Regions from separate parts of the Anas platyrhynchos genome. Here region 2 is linked to region 1. The links are chromatin contacts, called in public Hi-C maps. All regions are on one chromosome and are shown on one strand. The core of a region is the stretch at or near the end of the contact, and the rest is flanking DNA. Distances in the headings are between cores, read along the strand shown.

Region 1 (7,510 bases), core at 3,216-5,715:
AGGGGCAGTTTGAAGGCTGAGGATCTGGGAGGGAGCCAGCACAAGGCTGAACGGAGCCTCAGCCTCCCCAGCCCCAGCAGCACCAGCCCCGTTTTCCTCCCCAGCACCTGCCTGCGGCCACGGCACCGCGTTACGTGGATCGGGGCTTGAGGCAAGGAGGTGCCACTTATGTCCCTGTGCTGTCGATTCAGCCTCCCTCTGCCTACGATTTGCATGTGGCTAACGTTGGATTCTCCTCTCCCCCAGGAGGACGAGCAGGCCCCAAGTAACCCTGGAGGCTCTCCTCTCACACACGCTCTGCAGGCACCGGCAGCGCGCTGCGGTCGCTGCCAAGGGACGGGAACTTCTCCAGCTCTCAGCACGCCGGTTCCTGGAGATAAAATTTCTTCTCTGAAAAAAAAAAAAAAAAAGCGAAGGCCGTGCCACCCAAGCAGGAGCACTCCCTGTTTTCTGGTAGCGTTTCTTTAACGCGTTCCCAGAAGCAGTGGCACTGTGTTGTGCGTTGCCAGAGCCGCACCAGCACCGGCTGCCCCGCGGTGGGGAAGGGGCACCCAGCGAGCTGCCTCGGCCGGCCCCACGGCCACACTTTGAGCTGGCACATCAAAAAACACTTCTCTTCCGCGGAGATATCCTCAAGCTGCCCACCAAGAGCAGCCTCTGCTCTGTGAAAGCACCGGCAGGGCACGGCTGCAGCTAGAACAAGAGGCACTGTAACGAAAGCCTTGGAGCCTCGGGGACAGCGCCGCTTTTTGAAAGCGTTTTGTTTAAAAGCAAGAAAAAGGGAGCGGGTCCGGGTGCCTCACAAACCCCTCCAGGCCTGTGGGAAAGGCGAGGCCATGAAGTTATTACAGAAACCAGCACCCGGCTGTGCCCACCCCAGGGCGCCAGCTCGCCGGGCTCCTGCCACAGCCGGCTCACCAAAGCAGCTCCCTTGCTGCCGTGCATGAAATCAGAGGTTCTGGCAGAGGAATAGAGGGCAGGTGCGGATTTTGGCATCGTGGTGGGTGAGGTAAACGTGAAATAGCATGAAAGAAGTGCAGTGCCAATGCTCCACCAGTTAAACAACCAGCAGCCCTAATGCTCAATATAATATAAAATAGAGGGGTGCTGCTGCACAGCACAAACACAGGACAAACCCTGGTCCCACAGTGCCCCTGTGGCAGCCCCAGTGCCCCTGCTCTGCTCGGGGCTGATCCCGGCTGGACCCCCCCCAGGCTCCTGCAGGAAGGAGAAACGGGGTAAATTCACACCCAGGTCAGCCCCTGCCCAAATAATGCCGGCAGAGCAAGGACTGGAGCCCAGCACCGGGCCACTGGGAGCACACGCAGAAGGGGGCAGGCACGGCCTGCCCCACACGCACAGAGGATCCCACAGAGCACTCTGAGGGCACACCGAGGCTCAGAGGGGCACAGACCGCGATATCCCTGTGGCTGGAAGGGGACGGGGCTGGTGGCAACCTAACAGAGCTCAGGTGAGCGGTGCCACGGCCAAAGAAGCCAGGAACAACACCACCACCCCCGGCACAGCCCCTGCGCCTTCCCGCATCTCCAGCGATGTCCCTGGCAGCGATGACAGGAGAAGAGGAGCAAGCTCAGCGACACCAGCTCGGACCATGGAGGCGCTCACCGTGTTCACTGCGATCCCATGCACCACTTCCCGAGGCGGCCGCAGACCACGCAGCCAGCAGGACAGACGAGCCCAAACCCACGGACACCGGTGGCCGTGAGGTCCCAGCAGGGAGCCACGAAGAGGAGCAGCCCCCTCCTGACAGCACCGCTGGTTTCGGCTCCGTCCCCACCACCGGCATGGGGGCGTGCGAACGGCACGGCGAGAGCCCTGAGAGCCCCGGGCCGGGCGTGCAGCCGGACGGGCTGGGGCTAAAAATAACCACGTGTGGGTGAAAACAATCCTACCGGCAGGCCGGCCCTCAGCACATCCTGCGCAACGCGGGGCGGCCGCTGCCCGGGCTCCCCGGGTCACGGAACTGCTCTGTGAGGTGTTCACGGGCAGCTTCGGGACCCCCTCGCCGCCCCTCCTGGCTCCGCGGCACCGACCCACGCACCGAGGCTCCCCGGGGCCTTACGAAATGGCTCCTGCCCTTTTGGGAGCAACCCAGCGCGAATCTGATACCGGCACGGGAAGATTAAGGATGAAGCGTTCACCAGCAGCCTGCGAACGAGTCGAAGCCAGAAGAAAATCTGATCTGGTTTTCCCCCAGAGCCCGGTCACCAGCGCTGACTTTCCTCCACACACACAACCGCTCTTCTCAAACCCTCACTCAGAAATCTTGGGACCCAGAACATGCACAAACGCCCAGCAAAGTGCATCGCTGTGCCCGTGGTGTGGGCAGAGGAACACAGGCAGCCGAGCCTGAGCAGCAGACAGCACTGAGGCCACATTGCTGCTTCGGCACACAGCCTCCCTGCATCTCCTGGGACCCTGCTCCAGGGAAAAGTGACCAAAGCCATCCAATTTTTTTTTTTTTAAATCATTAAAATCGTGGCATGTCACACAAATAAATAAACGGAACCCTTTCACTTTCGAAAATGTGTCAAACACCCGCCCCTGCTTCACGATAACAGCCTGTGCTGCTGGGGACGAGGAGAAAAGCGGCGTGCTGCTGCCTGGGGCTGCTCACTGTGCCAGGCAGCGCCCTAAAAGTTACAAAGCAAGCGGCCACGCGATCTCAAAGGGCACACTTTAAGGGGTGTTAACGGAGTGCAACAAGCACCGCCGAGCCCCCCGTACACGGCGTGGCTGTGCCAGGAGCTGCCGGCCTTCAGGCTGAAGGGCCCCGCTCCGTATGAACGCGTGTCTGGGTATGCAGCCTGCGAGGTGCCACGTGTTGCTCTGCAGCACTGCGCGCCCAGAAGGAGCCAGAACGTGCCAGCAGAGAAAAGCCGACGGCGTGGAGAAGAACGAAGCCCTCCTGCAGGAAAACCCCACCTGTGGGCAGCCTGGGCAGCAGGGCCTGGGTCCCGCGCCCTCCCTGCACCGGCGGCTGCGAGGGAACAGCGAGGCAGCGGCTGAATCACCAGGGCCGCCACACTTCTGCAGGGCCTCCAAAAATAACTCACCCGAAAATTCCTTGGAGGCATAAACCTTGCTTCATCAAAAGGACGGCAGAGATCCAGTTTCCTTAATGGAGCGGGCTGGATGCGAACCGGCTTAAGGACTTTAAGCTCACATACGGGGGGCACAAAAACAACTTCCAGCAGAGCAGGCAGCACGCGGGCCACACGAAGCAGAAGGGAGCCCCATAAACCAGGCTGCCGGCGAGGTGAACCCAGCTCCCTGCACACCAGGCACCGAGCTCCTGACGGCTCACCCCATAGCGGGATCCCAGGGACCTGCCCCGTTACCCCCAGCCAGCCCCAAAGGCCTTCAGGGTGCCTGGCTCCGTCCGGGCACCTTCACCCCGCAGCCCCCAGCCCCGGTGCTGAGCTCCCAGCAGGGCCAGGACACGGCCCAGCCACGGGCCTGCACCGGGGCCATGCCCTGAGCCAGGCACCACCCCGGGGCCCCAACCGATCCCCGGCCCCGAGCAGCCCCAGAGCCCGGGTACCGGCTGCGGGCACGGCCGGGGGGGGAGCCCCGTGGCCCCCAACCCTGGAGGGGCACCGGGGCTGTGCCGGGGGGGCACCGGGGGCGAGAGGGGAGCACGGGGCGGCCCTGCTGAGGCGCTGGGGGGTGCCCGGAGCCCCGGGGCCCAGCTGGGCGGTGGGCACGGAGCCCTCCCGGGGCTGTGAGGGACTGAGGGGGCTCTGGGGGGGCCGTGAGTGGGCCCTGAGGGGCTCTGAGGGGATCCTGAGGGGGCTCTGGGGGGACCCTGACGGGGCTCTGGGGGGATCCTGAGGGGGCTCTGGGGGGATCCTGAGGGGGCTCTGGGGGGGCTCCGGGTGGGCTCTGAGGGGACCCTGAGGGGACCCTGGGGGGGCTGGGGGAAGGCTGAGGGGTCTCTGAGGGGACCCTGAGAGAATCCTGAGGGGGCCGTGAGGGGGTTCTGGGGGGACCCTGAGGGGGCCCTGAGGTGACTCTGGGGGGGCTGAGGGGAGGCTGAGAGGGCTCTGAGGGGACCCTGGTGGGGCTCCGGGTGGGCTCTGAGGGGGCTCTGGGGGGACCCTGAGGGGGCTGGGGGAAGGCTGAGGGGTCTCTGAGGGGGCCCTGAGGGGATCCTGAGGGGGCTGAGAGGGGACTGGGGGGACCCTGAGGGGGCCCTGAGGCCGTTCCCGTCCCCGCGTCCTCACCCGCGATGGCCGCGTCCTCCAGGTGCGGTGCCGGGGCCCGTTCTCCGCGGCCGTGCTGCAGGAGGAGGAGGAGGATGAGGAGGAGGCCGCACGGCCCGGCCCGCACAGCCATGGGGCCGCTGCTCGGGGCCGCTCCGAGCCGCTGGGGCCGCCCCGGGCCGGCTGCGGGCTGAGGCAACGGGGCCGCCCCCCCCCCCGCCCCCCGGGGTGGTCTCTCCCTCTGCCCTCCCCCCCCCCCCCCCCGCGCCCTGCCCTCGTGGTCTCGCCCCGCCCCGCCCCGCCCCGCCCCGCCGCGCGCTCGCTGACAGGGGGCGGAGCCAAAGCGCCGGCCAATGGCGGGAGGGCTCCAGGCCACGCCCCCTCCCCTCCCTCTCCCGCCGCTGCCGCTGAGCCGCGGCGCCCTCTGGTGGCCGTGAGGGGGGGTGAGAGGGCTGGGCGCGAGGCGCGGTGTGGAAGCTAAGCAGGAGGGGCCGCGTGTGAAGATTGGATGGGTGACTTGTGAGGGTAGAAGAGGGGACGGGGACCGATGTCCCCCCCCCCCCCCACGCTCGCCCCCAGCCTTGTGGCTTCTCTGGCTGGGGGGGGCCCTACAGGTGGGGGGGGGCGATACAGGTGTGTGGGGATCCTCCTGCTGTGCCCAGTGCAGAGCAGAGGGGCAGGACCCCCTCCCTGCATGGGGATGGGGATGGGGATGGGATGGGATGGGATGGGGATGGGGATGGGATGGGGATGGGATGGGGATGGGGATGGGGATGGGGATGGGATGGGGATGGGATGGGGATGGGGATGGGGATGGGGATGGGGATGGGATGGGGATGGGATGGGGATGGGATGGGGATGGGGATGGGATGGGGATGGGGATGGGGATGGGGATGGGGATGGGATGGGATGGGGATGGGATGGGATGGGGATGGGGATGGGGATGGGATGGGATGGGGATGGGATGGGATGGGGATGGGGATGGGGATGGGATGGGATGGGGATGGGGATGGGATGGGGATGGAGATGGAGATGGGATGGGGATGGGGATGGGGATGGGGATGGGATGGGGATGGGGATGGGGATGGAGATGGGGATGGGATGGGGATGGGGATGGGGATGGGGATGGGGATGGGGATGGGATGGGGATGGGATGGGGATGGGGATGGGGATGGGGATGGGGATGGGATGGGGATGGGGATGGGATGGGGATGGGGATGGGGAAGGGATGGGATGGGATGGGATGGGGATGGGGATGGGGATGGGGATGGGGAAGGGATGGGATGGGATGGGATGGGATGGGGATGGGGATGGGGATGGGGATGGGGATGGGGATGGGATGGGATGGGATGGGGATGGGGATGGGGATGGGGATGGGGAAGGGATGGGATGGGATGGGATGGGATGGGGATGGGGATGGGGATGGGGATGGGGAAGGGATGGGATGGGATGGGATGGGATGGGGCCCCCCCTGCCCCATCCCTCCTCTGGGTGGCAGCAGGGCCCCGCAGCGCCCTGCTCCGAGGGGGGGGGGTCAGGATGGTGGGGGGGGGGGCTCAGGAGTGGGGGGGGTGTTGCAAAAAGTGGGCGTGTGCCCCCCCCCAGGGGAACCCCCCTCCGTTCCCACGCCCTCATCCTGCCGTGCCCACGCCCCCCCCCTCAATCCCCTCCCCCCCCAATTTTTTTTTTTTTTTTTATTTTTTTTTTCCCCAACCCCCCCCCCCCCTCCCCAAAGCAGGAAGGAAGCGGTGGGGGCGGGCCGGGGCTCGGCGGCGGGAGGAGGAAAGTTTTTTTGTGTGTGTCGGGAGCTCTCGGACCGTCCTGCTACGGGGGGGGTGCGCAGCGCAGCCCCCTCCCCACCAAACCAGCGCCATGCCCCGGGGTGAGTCCTGTGGGAAATTAGGGGGGAGGGCGTGGGGGCGGCACCCCCCCGGACCCCCCGGCATCCAGGACCCCCCGGCGCCCCCTTTGGGGGCGCCGGGGGGTCCTGGATGCCGGGGGGTCCGGGGGGGTGCCGCAGGTTTGCGCCCCCCTTTGCGCATCCCGCTGGGGGGCACCCTTGGGTGCTGCCGCTCGCCCCCCGCCCCAGGTCCCGGGGGGTGCTGGAGACCCCAAAGAGGAGCCCCCAACCCCCTCTCCGGGGACGCTGTGGCGCACGGGGGGGGTTTTGGGGGCGTCTTGGAGGGCTGCAGAGCCCCCACATATCCCAAAAGGGACAGGGAGGTGTCCCCAGTATCCCCATCCCCATCCCCATCCCCATCCCATCCCCATCCCAATCCCATCCCAATCCTATCTCCATCCTATCCCAATCCCATCCCATCCCCATCCCATCCCCATCCCCATCCCCATCCCATCCCCATCCCATCCCATCCCCATCCCCATCCCATCCCCATCCCATCCCCATCCCATCCCATCCCCATCCCCATCCCATCCCCATCCCCATCCCCATCCCCATCCCCATCCCCATCCCATCCCCATCCCATCCCATCCCCATCCCATCCCATCCCATCCCCATCCCCATCCCCATCCCCATCCCCATCCCATCCCATCCCATCCCCATCCCATCCCCATCCCCATCCCCATCCCATCCCCATCCCCATCCCCATCCCCATCCCCATCCCCATCCCATCCCATCCCCATCCCACCCCATAACTGTCCCCGTATCCCTGTCCCCAAATGCCCCCCCGGTGTCTGTGTGATGTTTGCTGTTCAAATAACCCCAAACACACCGGGGGGGGCGCAGGGTCTGGACCCCCCCTTGGGCTGCGCTCGGGGCCGTGTGGGAAGCGCCAGGAGCAGGATGAGGAAATGGCTCGGGCAGGGCCTGCAGCCCTAAAGCAAAGCGAGGGAAACCGAAAATCCTTTTTCTCAGCACTGAGGGTGTCGGGGTTACAGCAGCGGGGCCGGGCCCCCCCGAAATGTGGGGGAGCTTTGGGGAGGTTCCCACGGAGCGGGGCCCCGGCAGTGATCGCCCCACAGCTCGGCTCCTGCTCCGTGTTTTTGGGTTTTGATGAGTTTCCTCTTTTTGTAGTTGGGGTGGGGGCCGCACCGCGCTGCTCTGTGGGGCTGGCAGGGGGGCAGCCCCATGGGACGATGCGCACGGGGACAACGGGGACAGCGCCCCGCAGACCCAAACTGGGGACAGTGGCATTGAGGAAGGGGCTGCTGGGGGGGTGCGGGGCGCTCTGCCCGTCCCCCGACAGCACCTATGGGTGCTGCAGGGTCAGGGAGCCCCCTCCAGGAGCCCCCTCCCCAGGGGCACCCCACAAAGTCACGGTTCAGAG
Region 2 (7,510 bases), core at 1,999-4,498, 48 kb before region 1:
GGGCTTTCACTTCCCTTCCTTTTAATTTGTGCAAGCATTTGAAAGCTTTCCTAATGCCTGGGTGTGAGCACCATCCCTGCATAGAAAGGCATAAGAACCTATTCTCTTTTTCTCAGGAAACTCAAAAAATGGTGAATTTGTAAGAGAAGCAGAGACTTCATCCGATAAGAAGAGGTCGAAATACATCTCTCAGGCTGCTGAGAAATAATTTGTGTCACGTCTCCTGTCAAAACCTTTGATAAAAAGTTTTTTTTATATAAAAATTACTTGTCATTTAGAGCGATGAGGAATCTGATACCTGAGGCAAGAACAATATTTATTGTACCCCAGAATCTCTTTACGCCCCAGTGAAATCAGGTACAGGAGATGTTTGCTCTAACTCACGCCCACGTCGCTCCCAGCAAGCCTCTACTTTAGGTCAAGACACACGATCCAGAAACAACAGGGCATGGAAGAGACCAAGAAAACAAACACTGCAGGTATGCAGGAGACGATGAAAGAGCAGCAGAGGAGGATGTTGAGGGCTTTAACTGGGAGAAAAACACAGCTGGGTCTGGCAGACCTCAGGCTGGGGCGGGGATGGAGCACACCCACAGCCCCACGCGTCTCCAAAAGTGATGTGCACAGAGAGAACTCGTGGGGACTGGAGGAATACCAAGCACAGAAGGCACTTTAGGTAAACGTTTTCCTTTTCCCATCCTGGAGCTGTGATGTAAATGATGCAGGGATTCGTCCACATTTTGGTTGCAAGCCAAGAAGAAGAATTTGGTTGCAAGACGAAGAATTCCAGGAGCATGAGGAATACAAACACAACCAAACATGCACCAAGCATCGGGCTGAGATGAGTCACTGCCAGCCTCAGATCAGCCTCGTGTGAAGGTGGGCACAGCCCCGGGCTGAGGAATAAGCCTGGGCTGGAGAGGGCAGCCGCGGGGTGCAGGCAGGTGGGGGGCTCAGAAAAGGCCTGGACCCCAGGGAGCTCCAGGAGAGGACGGAGCGCCGTGCCAAACCGTGCCACCACGTGGTGTTCTGGGGTCTGCTGGGTCTGTCATCAATACTCTCTGACTGCTTTGTAAGGGATTTGTTAAGTGGACTTAATTACCAGTGACAGAGGGCAGTGACCCGTTACTGCTCTCCCTGCATCCAAGTGCTGGAGCCCGACCCTGCTCCCGGTGTCACCACCTATCCCCCAGCCCTCCCCGGGCACAGCCTCTCCGTGGGCCCTCTGCAGCTCCCTGTCTGCTGAGCCAAACCGGCCTCAAAGTGCCTCGGTGTAACGGGGTCATCCTCACCCACAGAGACCGTTTCTGGAGTTACTCACACGGGCAGCTGGCATCTGCGGCTGGTAGGAACTGCTCAGGCTGAGAGAAAGCCAGAAATGAGGAGTGCAGCTCAGCCAGCAGGAGGGATGTGTAAAGGATGGTACCATGGGTTGACAGAAATATCTGTAATATCTGTAATCTGCACTGAGATTTCTGGGGCAGATGGATCGCTTGAAGAGCACAGGACAGAACTGCAAACATGACATGAAAATCTTTAATTCGTTTAACTTGTTTCTATAAGTGCATTTTAAGAGTAAGAGGAAAAGATGCACCAAAAACCAGCCTGCAAGCTCAGGCCACTGCCTTGGTGGTACCGCTACGGACAGAGGAGGCACCAGAAATTCCTCCCTGTTCCCCCTGCAAGCAGTCAGAGCACTGGCTCAGGACACAAACTGGCTCTCGGGTATCACCAACCAGAGCCCCCAGCTGAAACAGACGGATACCTGAGAGCATTCTCCTCTACAGACCTCCTGATCTGTCCTCAGCGGCTGTTTTTCTTTCTGGGTGTGGGCTGATGAAGGAAAGTGCTCGCACTACCACCTGGAAACTGGCGCTTGCAAGCAGCCGTGTTCCCAGCCTGCTGCATGTGAGACATGAACCACTCAGGAATTTCCAGCAAAGGAAATTTAAGCTGCCACCTCGATCCTGTCTTGGGGCAAACGCAGCTCATCACCCCAGCTCGGCTGTGCCAGCAGCAGCAGGAGCTCATTGAATTACGGTACCTGCTCTGCTCAGGTCATCTCTGTGTAACCTTATCGCGCTTTGCTCCACTTTGCTCTTCCTGGCCAACTGTCCAGGCTGCATTCAGCTTCAGCGTGGTGACGAACAGCATCTGAGCCTGCAGCTGGAAGCCCAGGGGCACGGGCACAGATCATGGACACGACGACACATCCCAGCTCGTGCTGCTTGCTTTTTTCCTTTTTACTGCTCTCCTTGTAGCCTGCTAGACTTGAAGCTAAGAAAAAATCACCTCCCGTTTGTCAGAAGATGAACAGAATTTCAGCAGAAGTGGATTAAATAAAAATCTTGGCTTAGCAATAGCGGTACAGCTCATGGAGATGTGTATAACCCTCTGCCTTAGGACAATTTTTAAAGTAAGAGTGAAATTTCCCTCTGGACTGCAATGGTCAATCTATTGCTGGGAAGTATCAGTGCCACCTGTCACCTGAAGTGCTTCATCGATGGACAGCAATGCCTGGTGGCTATTGCCCTGCCCAGCCCACCAGCACTTATTGCAATATTAATAGCTTTAATTTGCTTAAACACACAACCACCACACGGGTCTCTGTAGGTGCATAAATGGAAGAAAGAAGAGGAATAATGTCCTCGAATAATGTCCTCGTCCCAACTGAACCATTCAAAGGAGCCGTGGGATGTGGCCGTGCCAGCAGCCCTGCACCCAGCTGATGCGGGTCATGGACAAGGCTGCTCCAGGAGCCCCCCGGGGCGGCCAGGAGGCCATCCAAGCACCTTCCCCCCTTCTCTGTCACCTAGTGCATCACCTAATGTGCCACAGAAGAGTCCAGCCATTCTCTGAAAACACTCACTTGTAAACTCAACGCTAAAGAAATAAACAAGCCTCGCACTGGCCCCGCTTCTCATTCCGGATGGATTATCACAACATCCTCTTCCTAAGAAGCAGCTTCTGGCAAGTTGCTGCACACGCAGCACTTCAGATCCCTCATTTCGTGTCTTGAGAAGGCTGCCTGGGCGACTCGTTCGGACAGACTTGCTCTCTGCTCTCCCACAATACCCGAGCTCTCCTCTCCTTTGCAGGTTTCCCCCCGTTCCCATTGCCTGCTTTCCCCAGCCAGCCGCAGCTCCGCTGCCTTCCCAGCCGGGCAGCTCCAGCCTTAGCCCGGGGTGCTGGGTGCAGCCCCATGAGACACCGACCAGCCCCAGCCCCAACCAAACCCAGCCCCGACCAGCCCCAGCCCCGCTGACTCACAGCCTCCTGCTGCTGCCAAAGCCACGCCACGCAGCCGCCTGGCAAGCAGCCTTCCTCTCCGGCGGCTTTCACTGAAGACAAGCATTAAGGAAACAACAGGGAAAACTCAGCTTGGATGTAGAAGTTGCCTTTTGGCTTCCTACAGCCCTGTAAGAGCGCAGGTTCACCAGAAACGAAGCCTTAATTCCTGGGAAGAAGCGTGTGGGTAACGACGAGCACTGCGAGCAGGGCTGGGGCCACCAGCTGGCATGGACATCCCGGCCACTGCCTCTGAGTGGTTCAAAGAATGGTAAATAAAAACCCAAATCATCTGAAACTTGGTTACTTTACCCCAGTTTGTGCACTCTCCTACTCTGTGCCAGATCCAACCCGTGCTTGGATTCAACCCATCGCCCCGCAGAGCAGACAGGCTGGGGGAGAAAGGACAGACGTACAGCTGTTACATCTTGTACTGACACTCACAAAAAACAGCATTTATCACAAACTGCCCATTATTTTTCCACAAATGGAGTTCTCACTACCATTACCCTACTCAAAAATGCAGAGCATAAAGCACATTCACTAGCTATTGTTGCACTAAGTGGAGTTTCCCCGATGAGCATTTCACCAAGTCCCTTTGGTTTGCTGTGCACAATGCTACCCCCTGCCACCAAACCACACCAAACACACAAACCCACACCCGTATTCCCCAAATTGCTAGCAGAAGTGCCTGGAATTTAGCAAATGAATGATTATAGCTTCCAAACAGCTGCATTTTAGTAAAATCCTTGGAGGGGCTCTGTTGGGGTCCCCTGGAAGCGCTGCCGCAGGGGCTGGTGGCTCACCACACTGCTCACCACTCAGCTCACACTGCTGCAGCCCCGCGAAACGCCCAAGGTGCTGGGATCATGCTTGGTTTGATCAAACTGCTCCAGATCAGGGATTTCGTGCCAGAACACCTTCTGCTTACTGCTTTTCTAACAACTCTGCTTTGCGAAGGCATTGACTGCCCCAGAGGAACGCGGCAGAAGCTGACCGTGTAGGAAGTGTCTCGAGCAGTTTTCGGAACTGAACCTCAGCTGCCAGACTGCGGGGTGAGCAACCGGCACTGGGGACACCATTTTCCGTGCTTTTTTAATTTTTATTTGTGGGAGGCAAGGAGGAAGCACAAACACCGTTTTGCAAAGCCCACAGCAGGCACGCAGGTGGCTGCAGGATGACCGTACGCTGCGCAGCGCTGGGTTTGCAGCGCTGCCGTGTTTTAGGTTTTAAAGAAGCGAGGTAAGAAGCTAAGCAATAGGAAAAGTGGAAGAGTAACCCGAATTTTTTTGAACCAGAGACCCACCATGAACGACACAAATTGAAAGCCTCAATTTTTAAACTGAAAGTTTCCCAATGTTTTGCTTTGGGAATAAAACCTAGCTGGATTACAGGAAAAACAGCAATTTTAAAGCAACTTACATTAGCACCGATAAAAGAAAAGAAATCTACATTCCACACCAGTTATTTACAGTGAAATTGAAGTATCAGAAAACATGGAAATTACTAATTTTTGGTTCCTCTGTGGGAACTAACCAGATCTGCGATGCAGCCTGCCGCGTGCAGAAGCAGATGGTTTCAGACAACACAGGAAAGAAGAAAAGCTCAGGCTGCAGCTGCTAGAGGTACAACAGCATAAAACCAAGTACAGAACACACACCTCCTTTAAAAACCGAGCTAACAATCTTCTACATTTCCCTGAAGGCACTTAGCATTCCTGTCTTTGTATCAAGACCGGGACTTTCCTCCAGTACTCAAACACTTCTGTTTGCTAGTGGGCTCACACCAGAATCAGGTAAAGAACCTAAAGAGCCTTTGAAAGATTTGCTGATTTTGAGGAAAATGGGATGTCTGAGCACCAAGCACACCCCCTGGGTTTTTAGCTTCCTAGCTATTGTTAAAAAAAGCCACAGCTTATTTGACAGCTGCTTGTCACATGGACAGACAGCTCCACGGACTGACAGCGCTGACTTGTGAGCAGAAAAGTCACTTACAAAGTGTCCTAACGGGACAAAGCTGCTCTTCCGTATAGGTGCAGGAAATCCAAACACGATCCATTTAACTGTAAATATTTAAAGAGGATGGTAAATCTCACAGCAATAAATCAATCTGCTATTTGGTTAAGAAATTCTATTGCTTTAAACAAATAATGTCTAAGCGGGTCTCGAAGTACTTGTCAAATACTCCTCTAATCACAACAAACAGAAACAAATCAGCCACACGAAGCTCTACCAAGGGACACCTGGCTTTGTCCACCCCCGAGTGGACACCAAAGAAATAAACACTTGCTGAAAAACAAAAAAAAAAAAAGTAAGGTCATCCAGAAACCTGCAACAAGTGCCACGTCCTGTTGGGGTGCCCATTGTCTGATCCAAAATCACAGCACGGCGGTGCCTTGGGCAATATGTGAGGAGACAAACAGCTGAGTCTGTTACCTGAGAGTTATAAATAAAAACCTACATTCCCTACTCACAAAGAAAACCCCGTGGTTTTACATTTCACTGCTTGCTTCCTTAAATTCTCCTCTCCTGTTTCACCCGAAGTTGTGATATTTGGTCCTGGATGAATTTCTGAGCTAAGGGACAGGAAAACAAAGGAACACAGACACAGACTCCATCAGTTCATCTCGCCTGGTTTGTAATTACACCATACTCCTGTGCGATGGATTAATTACAGAGCTGTAGCCCTGCAAGCGAGCAGACCTCTTTGAAGAGAGGAATCACACGTCTGGAGTCTGGCATAGAAAATGAGACCACAGGAGCCTGCTGATCAGCAAGCAAATTGCCCAGGCGCGCATCAGCCAACTGGTGCTGCCTGAAGCCTCTGCTCCAAACTACGGGAGACATCAGAGAAGTTTTTAGCCTCAGGACGAGGAAGTCTTCCCGACTTTATGGGGCAGAATGAGAAACAGTGCCCTGGCACTGGGGCTGGAATCCCCCCTGGCAGTGAGATGTCTGGATTTGTGAGTCTGAAGGAAGCAGCCGTGGTACTCCAAGCTGGGCTGGGTGTATTTATTGCTTCCTATGCATTGCAGGTACAAGAGCTTCTTTGGGAGATAAGAAAAACCCTGAAGATCCTGCACCTGTGAGCCACATCCTGCTGCTGGGAGCTTCCCTTGCAGAGGCAAGGAGCAGGAGACCACCTTCACCGAGCAGACAAAAAGAACAAGAACTGGAACGCACCTGAAACCACTGAATCTGCTGCTGAACCAGAAGAGCAGCTTCTGCAGCTTAAAAGGTCGCTGAGAACTTCCTGAGTTACTGCTGATCGCTGATGGCTGCTGAGAGCTGCTGCCTTGCAATCAATTTCTCAAGAAATTAGTTTTACACAAGTGAGTTCTCACCATAATAAACCCGAGACAAATCCATTCAGCTAACTACCAACTAGCAAATATTGCTGCCTAAAAAGTGTTAAATCCCTGCTTCAGCTAAAAGCTTAAAGGATTCACATACCTGATCGGTATTGTATTGGGTTTAATGGCAAGGTTTTGGTTGCGGGGGGTGCAGGGGTGGCCTCTGTGAGAAGGTCAGTGCAGCAGGAGGGCAGGAGGTGCTCCATGAACCAGAGCACAAGTTCCCCTGCAGCCTGTGCAGGGAGAGGCCCCTGGTGGAGCAGGCTGTCCCCCTGCAGCCATGGGTCCCACACGGAGCAGATCTCCACACTGCAGCCCCCCCATGGGTGGAGGAGCCCCCGGTGGAGCAGGTGGATGGGGTCTGGGGGGAGCTGCCACCCACCCGTGGGGGCCCCGTGCTGGAGCAGTTTGGGACTGGGGGATGGACCCCGTGGGACGGAGCCGTGTGGGAGCAGTTCTTGAAGCCCCTGAAGGATCAGTTGGGGAAGGACGGCATCCATGGGAGGGACCCCACGGGGAGCAGGGGCACAGAGGGACCGTGAGGGGCGGCGGGGATGAAGCGTCAGGGACTGACCGCAGCCCCCATTGCCCGTTCCCCTGCACTGCTCGGGGGGGAGGAGGTGGAAGGGGGTGGATGGGGGAAGGTGCTGGAGTTTGTTTTTTTGTTTGTTCCTCACTGCTCTGTCTTGTTAGCAATAAATTTCACCCGGTTTACTCCGAGCAGCCGATTTGCCCAGGATTTGCCTTGCTGCGTCTCCTCTCAGGAGTTTGGACACGGACCGAAAACAAGAAGTGTCGGCACTGGCTGCACCAAGGGCTGGACTTTGGAAGCTCCTTATCACTTCTCACCGGCCAAAAAAAATCAATTTC

What was found. A called contact is a pair of places that touch in the nucleus more often than the background predicts.
Region 2: a contact with region 1 is called in a Hi-C map of subcutaneous adipose tissue, with 2.1 times the contacts expected there. The contact joins the enhancer-like site here to the promoter of STIM1 in region 1. A contact is called at or near these places in 5 of 8 Hi-C or Micro-C datasets (F1 follicle, liver, skeletal muscle and 1 more).

The regions. Positions count from the first base shown.
Region 1 is chr1:206,845,932-206,853,441 of IASCAAS_PekinDuck_T2T, reverse strand. STIM1 (stromal interaction molecule 1) reads right to left here and starts at 4,465. Exons shown (of 12, transcript XM_072033010.1): 1 at 4,248-4,465. The coding sequence starts at 4,359. It overlaps RHOG (ras homolog family member G), which reads left to right and starts at 5,952. Exons shown (of 2, transcript XM_072033007.1): 1 at 5,952-6,108.
Region 2 is chr1:206,893,154-206,900,663 of IASCAAS_PekinDuck_T2T, reverse strand. The region is part of intron 5 of STIM1 (stromal interaction molecule 1); the gene reads right to left. Among named protein-coding and RNA genes, the nearest start is that of RRM1, 42 kb to the left of the region's middle. Within about 2 kb of position 3,248, at least 2 of the 8 cell types and tissues checked have an H3K27ac peak or open chromatin away from gene starts, as enhancers often do. A contact at or near this core is called in subcutaneous adipose tissue, where this site is marked.